2 separate regions of the Oryctolagus cuniculus genome follow, and region 2 is linked to region 1. A link is a contact called in public Hi-C data. All regions are on one chromosome and are shown on one strand. The core of a region is the stretch at or near the end of the contact, and the rest is flanking DNA. Distances in the headings are between cores, read along the strand shown.

Region 1 (5,557 bases), core at 1,103-3,602:
ACATTCAGCTTAGAATATCTCACTTAGTGTGCATGTATGCGTGTTTGTGTGTTGTGGAGGTGGGGATTGTAGGAGTGGTATGAGTTGTCATCTCATCATAGTACAGTATTCTTGGCAAATCATGATGCCTGTCAGTTGCTAAGCCATCATTATTGCCAGACATTGAGTTAAATGCTTTACACATGTTATCAAATTTAATCTTAAGGATAACCTTAGGAGATAGATACATAACTGTGTCTGAAAAATCAGATACCATCTGCCTTTGATCTGTGTAATTTGTTGAATAATGAAAGCCTAGGCCATCTAACGCTGAGGTGTCAGGTAGGAGAAGTTTTAAACCTACTTATTTCTGACTTCTGTCAGGGCTTTTCAGTAAGAGCTGCAGATTGTTTATTTGGTGTAGAGGTTAAGACACCACTTGGGATGCTTGTATCCAAGCTGGAGTGCCCGGGTTTGAGTTCCTCCTTCACTCCTGATTCAGCTTCCTGCTAACACATAACTTTGTCACTGGAGGTGACAGCTCAAGTAGCTGGGTCTCTGCTGCCGACATGGGAGACCCAGATCTTCTTTTTCTTTCTTTTTTTTTTTTTTTTTAATTTATTTATTTGAAAGGCAGAGTTAAAGAGACAGACAGAGGAAGAAGCAGTAAGAAAGAGAGAAAGAGACATGTTCCATTTGCTGGTTCACTTCCCAGATGACTGCAATGGCCATGGCTGGGCCAGACCGAAGCCAGGAAGGAGTCTGGAACTCCATCTCGGGGAGACATGGATTGAGTTCTTAGATTCTGTGTCCCGGCATTGGCCTAGCTCGGCCCTGGCTGTTGTCGGCATTTGAGGAGTGAATCGGCGAATGGGAGCTGACTCCGTCTGTCTGTCTGTCTCTTAATATCTCTCACATACATAGTAAATTTAAAAAAAAAGTGTGCTGTAGTTCTATGACCTAATGAGCCCTGATTTTTTTTTTCAATTTTTGTACGCATATTTTTTTCATTTTTCATTTTGTACTGTCTTTTGGAAATTATTAACATTTATTCTCTATCTTAAAGCACAGAGGCCAGAATCAAATGTTTAAATGTAGTAAAATACTATGGCAAGGCATATTATAACTGAAAATTAATCATTTTTCATTAGAATATGATCCAGCTATAGCAGAAGCTACTTTCATGGCTCATATGTGAGACGATAATATATATTCGGTGATTCTGGTATATTATACGTGTATGAATATAACTATGCAAGTATAGCCTTATTGTCAATAATTTAAAATATAAAAATCTAGTATAAGATGAAGTTTAAGAGTCAACCATCCAGAGAAAAGCTACCTTTTAAAGTTTAGTGACTACCTTTTAGTACCTGTATGTGTGTAATTACCAGTATTTTGTAACAATTTTTGTGTGATTGGACATTAATTAACACGGTCTTTTAAATAGCTTTGTAGTATTCCCTTATATGAGAATATCACTATTTAGCCAGTCTTCTATTGGTAGAAATTTAGTTTACTTATAGGAACTAATGCTGTTCAGAGCACATCTTTACATATATGTAGAAAGATTTTTAATTACCTTATTTAAAAAATTCTTAGAACAGGAGTGCTTAAGTCTAAAGGATTTGGGGGGCTGGCACTGTGGCACAGAGGGTTAAGCTGCCACCTGTAATGCTAGCATCCCATATTGAAGCATTGGTTTCAGTCCCAGCAACTCTACTGCTGATCCAAATACCTGCTAATGCACTTGGGAGGCAGCAGATGATGTTCCAATTGCTTGGACTCCTGCCAACCATGTGGAAGACCCAGATGGAGTTCCTGGCTCCTGGCTTCAGACCAAACTAGCTCTGGTAATTTGCGGCCATGTGGGAGAGTGAATCAGCAGGTGGAAGATTCTCTCTCTCTCTGCTGTTCAAATAAATAGAGTCAATATTAAAAAAGGATTTTGAACATTATACTTTTCTTTTAAGGAAATAAAAGTCTTTATTCCTTCTGTTCTTTGCTTCTCTCTCTCTTTTTCATTTATTTGTTAGAAAGAGGGTTTCTGACAGACTTGGAGGGGAGTGACTGCTTCCATGTTTGCCCAGTGTCTTAGGGTAAATATATTTATGTATGTAGGACTTGATTTTAAACGATATACTCTTAATTATTATAATAATGTCAAAAACTCACGCTCTTCTCTGCAGATCAGTGCCTTTGCTGTTGGCAATGTAAGCAGTTCGGAATTAAGAGGCTGGTTGGGCAAACATCTGTCTTCCAGATTTATCTGTCAGAAAGCTCAGCCTTGGAGTTGCAGTTGCTGAGTACCAATACAGCTCGCACGCTCTGCCCTGTGTGTGTGATCCCAGCCGTGGGCACTGGGCCAGCTGGCCGCGCCGAGCACATGTGGGCCTGAGGCTCCAGGGCACCTGACACTGACAAGACCCAGTGTGGCTTGACAGCCCAGGCATTAGTTACAAAAGACTGTCTGCTTCTTCCCTGGCTGATTTGTTCACTTCATGTCCCAGCTCTCATTACTCCCCAATTACATCTTCTCCTGTAATTGTTGGTCTGTTGTGAACCAGTCGGCCCTGATTGTTTACGCTGTCGTTTCTGACTAATTCTAGACCTGTGCTGCAGAGGGCCAGTCACAAATAGTAATGACCCATTTTCTACCCGAGAGTTTACAGAGAATTTGGTACCCCCTATATCTTGTTGCCTGTGCAGTTTTCCCTCAACACAACAACAGAATGTGGCCTGTTACATAAGAGAATAATTAACTAATTCATGCAGGATGATATTTATATACTCAGAACTTTTCCTTAAAATATGGACATTCCCATAACCATTGTTGTTTGTGGCTCATAGCAATGAGTTTGACTCCTACCTAAGTCTTTGTTTTCATTAAATGACTGCTCCCATCAACTTTTCCCCTCCCAGATAGGAATTTGTAAACTGGAGATCGGAATAGACAAATACAGTATGTAACTTCAGCTGTCTTCATCAGTAACTATATTTTGGCTCATTAGTTGTATCCACTGAAATGAAATTAACCCTCAAGCTTTCTCAGTAGGGAGAGAAACCAAAAATGTTTTTAAAATCTCAAATATCTTATAATAGCAGTGATTTACCAAGTGTTTTCCATATAGAAGACACTGGACTAAGGACTCTATTGGTGTTGACTTATTTAATCCTTACAAAATATTTCCACACTTGGCATTACCATTGTCTCCATTCTATAGAGATCTTTTGTGCAGGGATTTGTGCAGAGATTTTTTTAATTCCCAAGCTTGATGACATCGTTTCTTCCTACACTGCCTTGCACTGGTGTGTATCAAGACCTACTACTGAGTTCTCTATGCTTACTGCATTTAATTCTTCTGTCTTCCCTTCTCCCACCTCTTTTCTTGATTCTTCCTCTTCCTCCTCCTCCTCTTCCCCTTCTCCTTGAATAAATATGATGAGTAAGCACAGAATTAAGAAGATTTAAGCATATTACCCAGGGTCAGGCAGTAATAGGTTGCTATTTTTGTTTCACAATAAGATTACGTATTGTCATGTCTTATTTTACATGAGAAACACTGTGTAAAAGAGCCTGTAATGGCAGCTTAATTTAATTGCAGTGTATGTGTTATGGGGAGAGCTTGAGCGAAAATTAATATTTTGGAGTCCTTGCTGTTTGTTTAGATAAGAATAAAAAAAACCAGCTCAAATGTAGCAGGCAACATGGTAAGATTTGAGATTTATTTAGAGAGTGAGAGAAATGCACAGGAATGTGAGGGCTTTATTAAACGGGAGGGTGGGTCCGAAAGATTAAATGAGAAGCTCCGTACCAAAAGCTTGAGGGCCAGCCAGGGGCCACATACGGGAGTCTGCAAGCCAGAGGCACATGGGGGTGCCATGTAGGCAGGAGAAGGGGCAGGAGTGGTGGCAAAAAACAGTGCACTCAGTGTGCCCCAGACCTCTTATTCACTTTCCGAAAGGGGAGTGGTTACATGGTCTGATTGGCAGGTGGATGGATACAGGTGAGATGCGGTATGGAGCAAGAGATCTGGCAGGGGGTGCGGGGTGTGGCCTTCAGCTCCTGAGCCTAATCTCATCTCCCTGATTGGGTCCCATATCATATGTAGAGGGAGAACTGAAGGAGAAAAAGGAAGCCATGGAGAGAAGGAAGGTGAGGGAATGTGGCCTTTTAGTCCTCTGGTCTTACTGGAATTAAGTTATTTGTATAAAAATGTGTGGTGGATTTGTCAGGTAATGGATACACAGGTCATAAAATCCCTCATTTCTTGTTGAGCTCAATGTAATCATTTAGGCTGAAAACCAGCAATTTTAGAGCCACACACTGTGCTGGGACTTTTATACCCCTAAGTGAATATATTCTGGGGATATGTTTTAGGGATACTGTGCTCTAGGTATTAACACACATTATATCAAGATATATCAAGATAAAAATTAGGTTTCTGTTACAATTCCTGAACTTGAGCTTAGATACTGTTGTGGGACTCTGGACCCTGGCTGGGCTTGGAGAGAACTCCAACTAGTGTAGTCCGAGGTTCTCATGTAAAAATGCAGCTGGGAGACATGGATAGAAATGTGCAGAAAAGCAGAATTTGTTGAAAAGCACAGAGATAATGCTCACTCAGACATAAGTGTGGGCAACCTGATGAGAGAATTATACCTACCTGAGTTGGAGTCTACCTTTTACAGGATATGGGGTGGTGCTTGGATAGGGCCTGATTGGATGTTCCAAGGAGGCAGGATATTGGGCGGGGGGTGCTTAGACAGGGCCTAATTGGATGCCAAGGAGGCAGGGTTGGGTTGAGGATGTGGTGAATGTGGTGGTCTCCAGGAAGGTGTCATAGCATCTGGAGCATGATGGAAAGTGAGGGATAGCTCCAGAATGAGGAGTGGGCATGTCAGCCCTGTTTAATCTGCAGGGAAGATAATAGGATTTGGACCGGCGCCGCGGCTCACTAGGCTAATCCTCCGCCTAGCGGCGCCGGCACACCGGGTTCTAGTCCCGGTCGGGGCGCCGGATTCTGTCCCGGTTGCCCCTCTTCCAGGCCAGCCCTCTGCTGTGGCCAGGGAGTGCAGTGGAGGACGGCCCAGGTGCTTGGGCCCTGCACCCCATGGGAGACCAGGAAAAGCACCTGGCTCCTGGCTCCTGCCATCGGATCAGCGCGGTGCGCCGGCCGCAGCGCGCCGGCCGCGGCGGCCATTGGAGGGTGAACCAACGGCAAAGGAAGACCTTTCTCTCTCTGTCTCTCTCTCTCTCACTGTCCACTCTGCCTGTCAAAAAAAAAAAAAAAAAAAGATAATAGGATTTGGGCTTTTTATGAGGCGTGGGTGTTGGCAGTCCTCAGCTCCTGGCTGCTTGCTAGCTACCTGCCTACCCATATCAATAGCATGCAGTTACTCACTAAGCTTAAAAGCAAAGAGACTAGTAGCTTTTTTACATACCGTGCTGCTGCTCTGTTGGTTTTTAAGAAGTGAACTCTGGTTCTTCCAGATTGTTGGTTATGCATCTTTGCCTATAATCAAGTAAACTGTTTGCAATTGCAAGTGTAAGGTGTGCTTAATTAACTGAGTTTTA
Region 2 (5,557 bases), core at 1,246-3,745, 140 kb before region 1:
TTTAAAGAGTAATTATTTTCCTTTTTTTTCATTTTTGAATCTCTGTACAGGAGAACAAAAAAGGAGAGGAGTCAGATAATTTTCATTAGGTTACTCTGTCTTATTCTAATTGGATTTGAAAAAAAAAAAACAGAAAAATACCCTCCTATGTACATACAAACATAGGCTGTTATAAAAATACAAGATAGAATTTTATGTTACCAAATATTCATAGCATAATCTCAAATAAAAAAGGAGTAAGGGTATTTCATGGCTATTAGATTTTTATTGTTTTTGTTCATATTTTGTTAATCTAAGTGTAATGTGCATGAACAAATTCAGCATTTCTATGAAATAACTGAGCTACCAATTATCAATGTTTTGCATAAATTATATTGCCCTTGATAATTTTTATCACGAATGAGAAATTTTGGTGAGTTAGCAAAATTTTATTAAATTAATAAGATATGATTTTTATGGAGTTTTCTGAAACAATAGAGCTGAACTGGAAAAAAAAAAAAGAAATGCATTGGAGAAGGCTGTAGTGAATCCAACAGAAACATAAAGCAATGTTCGGTGAATGTTCTTGTTTTAGCTATCATATGCAGGAAATAAATCCACACTGAATATCCTCATTAGAAAGGTTCAGGTCGGTAAAAGCAATGAATGGAACAGCACACAACAGAGTATTAAGGAATGACTTAGGCTCCCAGCGGATAGCCAACGCTTTCAACAAGAATCGTAGAAGCAATCTCTCCCTTCAACAGCCTCAGGTATTGGAGAGCACAGCGCTTCATCACAGCAATGCCAAGAAACGGAGGTTTGGCTCAAAGACCAACGAAGTTAATCACGAAGCCTGCCTTAACGTCTCTAGGAGTTTATTACATTCTTTAAGGCTCTCCTGCAAAACATACAAAATTGACAACCGGTGTACCACAGTGGGAAGTCTGGAGTCCTTAATGGAGTAATTGACAAGATATATGATGATGACGTTTTTACGCACTGTGTTATGACATAGGCAGAGTTATCACATAGACAATAATGGACTTCTTTCACTCTGGTTTTCTTACTCCTCATGCGGGGGAAGAAAATCTGCCTTAGAATCATTAGATATAAAATAAACAATAATGGACTTGACACTATGTGGTTGTCTTAGTTTGGAGTGGAAAGCTTTCTTCGGTTATATAAAATACCCTCTGGAGCTCCACTTCTCGATCCCATTACACCCCACTTCACCCCTCACTGGCTGCCAAATTCTCTTTGCCTAACATAAAACAAAGTAAGTTAAGTCTCGGCGGGGTGCCCTTTGTGAGGCCACTCAAAGCAGAAAAACAGACAAAGAGCAAGATAAAGATGCAGAGCATAAGGCAAACAAGGAAAAAAAAAAGAGGTAGATGGGGAGCAAGGACAAAAAAACACCGCTGGACTGAGCATCATAAAATCATACACACTTAAAATTTGGACCACCACCACCACCCGTCTTCGGAGAGGTCGCTTTCAGACGACTGGAAAATCCATTTCGAATTAATAAGGGCCTTTCTTCTTTCATTAGTTCCTCCTGGAACTAAGGCACTAAGGGCTAATTATTAAAAACAGGTACTTGGATAACGACAGGCTGCTTTCCCACACGCACAACGGCCACTTTTCTCATCTGGAGCTGGGCCCTCTGCGCCGCCGACGCGGCTTGGCAAGTCTGAGATGCTCAAGCAAACTTTCCCACCCTCGACCCGGCAGGTCCACGGCTACGAGGAAGGCCCAGGACCAGCGCCGTGGGATCTCTCACTGGGGTGGCCGGCGCGCGCCCAGCCCGGGCTTCCCCGGGACGGCGGAGGCGGAGCGCGCTCGGCTCGGCACCGCACGGCACCGCACACGTCGCAGCTCCCCCGGCCCGGCGCCTCGGCGCGCGGAGGGCCACCTGTGCCTGCTGCTGCCGCGACTTGACACACCTGAACGTGCCCTGCAGCGGCCAGTGCGGTTCAGGGACTGCGGGAGCCCGTGGGAGGGAGGCCTGTGCCCCCTCCCCGCGCCGACCCTTCCATTCCGAGCTGCACCTGGGAGAAGGGGCCGCCGGCACAATTAGCACAGGCGCTCTGCCCGCCCCGCTACCCACCGTGGCACAGCCGGGCAAACTGCCACCTGGTCGAACTCCCCCAACCCCCCCAGTGGTGGCCACAAGACCGGGTCTCGAGTCCCCAGGCAGGCACAAGAAGGGCTAAAGGGGGCTGCGCCGCCTGCGCGCGCGGAAATAGCGGCGGCCCGGGGCCTCCGCAGCCCAGCCCTGCCGACTCCCACTTTGGGGAGTTTCCTGCCTGCCTTGTATGGTGGGCTGCTCCCGGCCCCGTCTCTCCGCCCGCCCCCGGCCGCCTCCTCCAGCCTCGCCGGCCCAGGCCGCTCGGAGCCGTTCCCCTCCCACCACCTCCACCCCGGCCCCCACCCCGGCCCCTCCTCCGCGCCCGCGCCCGCCCCCGCCCCCGCCCGGGCAATCGCGGGAAATAAATCAGGGAGGAAGCGCGGCGAAGGGAGGGCGAGCGTGGTGTGTGCGCGCTCGGGCGCCGGCGGCACCGCCGAGGTCTGTTGGCAAAAGTCGCCCTTGATGGCGGCGGAGGCGAGGCAGCCGCGGCGCCGAACAGCCGACGCGCGCTAGCGGGGTCCGCCCGCCCCTTTCCCAGAGCCCAGCGCCGCCGTTCGCCGCCGCCGCCGCCCGCCCGCCCGCGCGCCGTTCGCCGCCGCCGCCGCCGCCGCCGCCCGCGGGTGGCAGCGCCGCTCGGTCCCCGGCCCCGGGGCCGGCTGGGGGGCGGTCGGGGCGTGTGAGGGGCTTGCTCCCAGCTCGCGAAGATGGCTGCGGGCCGCCCGCTGGCCTGGACGCTGACACTTTGGCAGGCGTGGCTGATCCTGATCGGGCCCTCGTCGGAGGAGCCGTTCCCTTCAGCCGTCACGTAAGTCGGCGCGGGGGAGGGGGTCCCGCGGCGCGGGGCTCGGCCGGCCGCCGGTGCGGGTGGGGAGCGAGCGGCGGGCGGAGCCGGGCTGGGTGGGCTCCGTGGGCGCTGGAATGCGCAGGGCCGGGGCCGTCGCGGGGGAACGAGCGCCCGCGACTCGGCGGCGGCCGTGCCTCACGGGTTCTGCCGGGGTCCCGGCGACTCGAGGAGTTCAGAGGTCCAGAGGGGACGCGGGCCGAGTTGTGTCTCGGCGGTGCGCGTTTTACCAGGAGCTGGTGGGGCAGGGCCCTTCCTTGGGGAAGCGCGCTCTGACGGCTGCGGTGTCCAGAGCCGCCCGGGGTCCGCACGCGGACCGGGCGCGCTCCACAGCTCCTGGCGCCCCGGAAGCCGCCCGCGCCCGGCCCCCGCAGGTGCCGGGACCACGCGCCCGGACCTCCTGTGGCTCGCGATCTCCGTCTCAGTGCCAGGCTCCCGCTCCCAGGACGGGTAGATCAGTTCACCCGAGCCTCCTGCTTTTTTTTTTCCTCCCTTTCCCTTCCCATTTGATTTTTTTAACATGTCTAAAATAACTTTGAAATAATAATAGTAATAATAATAAAAAAAATCCTGGCTGCTATTTTGGAAACAGACTGTGTAAAGGTAGCAGGAAAGGAATGGGAAATCTCAATACTCCCTTAGGATGCAGAAAAAAGCTGTGGACTTCAGTCAGTGGCACGCATCAGTGTATACATACATATGTATTTTTAAAACGCGCCAAATAGCCTACCGGGCAGGCTGGGGATGCATTGATTTTGGTTCTTGAAGCTACTTCCAAGCTTCTCGGAGTAGGTGATCTTAAGTGCATGAGTCACTCCTAATGCATTGCACATAACAAAATAAAACCCAAGCCCAAGGTAGCCTTCCCAGCGTTGAGGCCGCGGGGAGCTGTTTGCTGCGCGTTGTGGCCACAGCGCTGGAGTTTTGGGTGGGTGCTCACGGAGACTGGGTACCGGCTGACTCCCTGCAGCTGTGTCCGACCTGGGATTCAGGTTAAGGGGTGGTTACAGCAGGTGTCAGTGCAGGCATCCCCAGGCCGCACAAGGGCAGTGCCTGCTGTTTTTTTTTTTCCCCATTGATTTGGCAGGAATGTTGGATGATCTTTGTAGGTCCTTTTTGTTAGAAGCACAGGAGGTGACTGTCCTCTTCACTGGCTGAACGTTCCAGCCCGCTGTCTTAAACACACACAGAGGAAGAGGTGCCCTAAGGATGCTGCTACAATCGTTCACTCCTAGGAGGAAATCACTCTCGCATTTGTTGGATTTTTTTTTTTTTTTGAAGGCTTTTAGTAGGTGGGCCCAGAAAGTGGGAACGCAAATAGGCTTGTTTCGTGTCAAAGACAGAAACTGCGCTTGAGGAAGCAGTGCTATTCCAAACGTGTCCAGATTTCACCTTTTCGGAGTGTTGTTTTTAACTGGCAATTTGTCACCATTTCTGTCATTTGGAGGGCGTGCATGGTCACACCATCGGGAAAAAGGACGACTTTTCAAAAGAGAACAAAATGTAGCGTTTTATGTATGAACGTGCCGGGGTAAAATATTAATGTGGAAATTCCTATTGTGAGAAGGACATCCACCAGCAGTGCTTCCCTGAAATTCAAACGGCTCAACTTTCACGGTGAGCTGTTTACCAGGCATTGGGAAGAGACTAAATAGTGGGGGTCAGGACACCACAGTTGAGAGGATTTGAAATGTTTCTGAACAATGGAAATTCAAGATATTTTCAGGTCACATGAAATGTTAGTTATTTCATGAATTAAGAATTGAATGAAATATTTTATAGAGCCAGGTCAGTTTCCTATAGGCAGTATTAACAATATTTTTGGCAGGATTCTGTATCTTCAGGTGTTTATTTGGAAATCAATGAAACCCATGTGCAAAGGGGAGGAGAAATGACAGTTGACGTTAGTACTGTATCTTAGATTTCTGAAAAAACAGATTAAAAAAAGGTGACATTAATTCATCAAACTGTAGTGCCATTTGCCTTTCTTGCATAAAAATAATTCATGTGGGATGTTTATCAGAAGGATCTCAAGTCTTGGAAAAATATCAAGTTTATCAAAGCTGAGTACAGAGGTTGTAGCTGTTCCTTTTGGCAAACTACGCTTCTGTGTATACATTTCTCTGGAAACCATTAGTAAACTCTTTTGTTTTCCTGGCAGTCTTGTTTTTCAGAGAAAAGGTAAAATCTGAAGTTTATACCATTAGAACAGGAAGAGCATGCCATTAACACACTGTAAAATTAATTAGGTGGTAACTGGAGTTGGCCTTGAATTAGAATTAGTAATTTGAAGTGTTTTTTTTTTTGTTTATTTAAGTAGGATGTTTATAATAGCACAAATGGCTTAAATCCTATTCACAAAACATTAATATCATCCTAAATCTTTTTCTGGTTTAACAGAATCCTAATATAGCATATTCTTCTGAATTAAAATAGTAGTTTAATTACCCAAGAGTTAACATTGAAATTACTGTTTTTTTTCCTCAGACAAAGGAATTTTGATGTGATTCTTTCCCAAGGTTAGGTGTTTCTTTTTGAACTGTTTGAATACAGTGTGAAATAAATATGTGAAATGGAAGCAAACAGCCAGTGGGTATTGGTTTACT

Evidence for each region. A called contact is a pair of places that touch in the nucleus more often than the background predicts.
Region 2: a contact with region 1 is called in a Hi-C map of an unstated tissue, with 1.9 times the contacts expected there. The contact joins the promoter of CACNA2D1 here to the enhancer-like site in region 1. A contact is called at or near these places in 2 of 6 Hi-C or Micro-C datasets (psoas muscle and an unstated tissue).

The regions. Positions count from the first base shown.
Region 1 is chr3:147,169,171-147,174,727 of mOryCun1.1, reverse strand. The region is part of intron 3 of CACNA2D1 (calcium voltage-gated channel auxiliary subunit alpha2delta 1); the gene reads left to right. Among named protein-coding and RNA genes, the nearest start is that of CACNA2D1, 140 kb to the left of the region's middle. Within about 2 kb of position 2,352, at least 1 of the 8 cell types and tissues checked has an H3K27ac peak or open chromatin away from gene starts, as enhancers often do.
Region 2 is chr3:147,305,211-147,310,767 of mOryCun1.1, reverse strand. CACNA2D1 (calcium voltage-gated channel auxiliary subunit alpha2delta 1) reads left to right here and starts at 2,495. Exons shown (of 39, transcript NM_001082276.1): 1 at 2,495-2,915. The coding sequence starts at 2,815.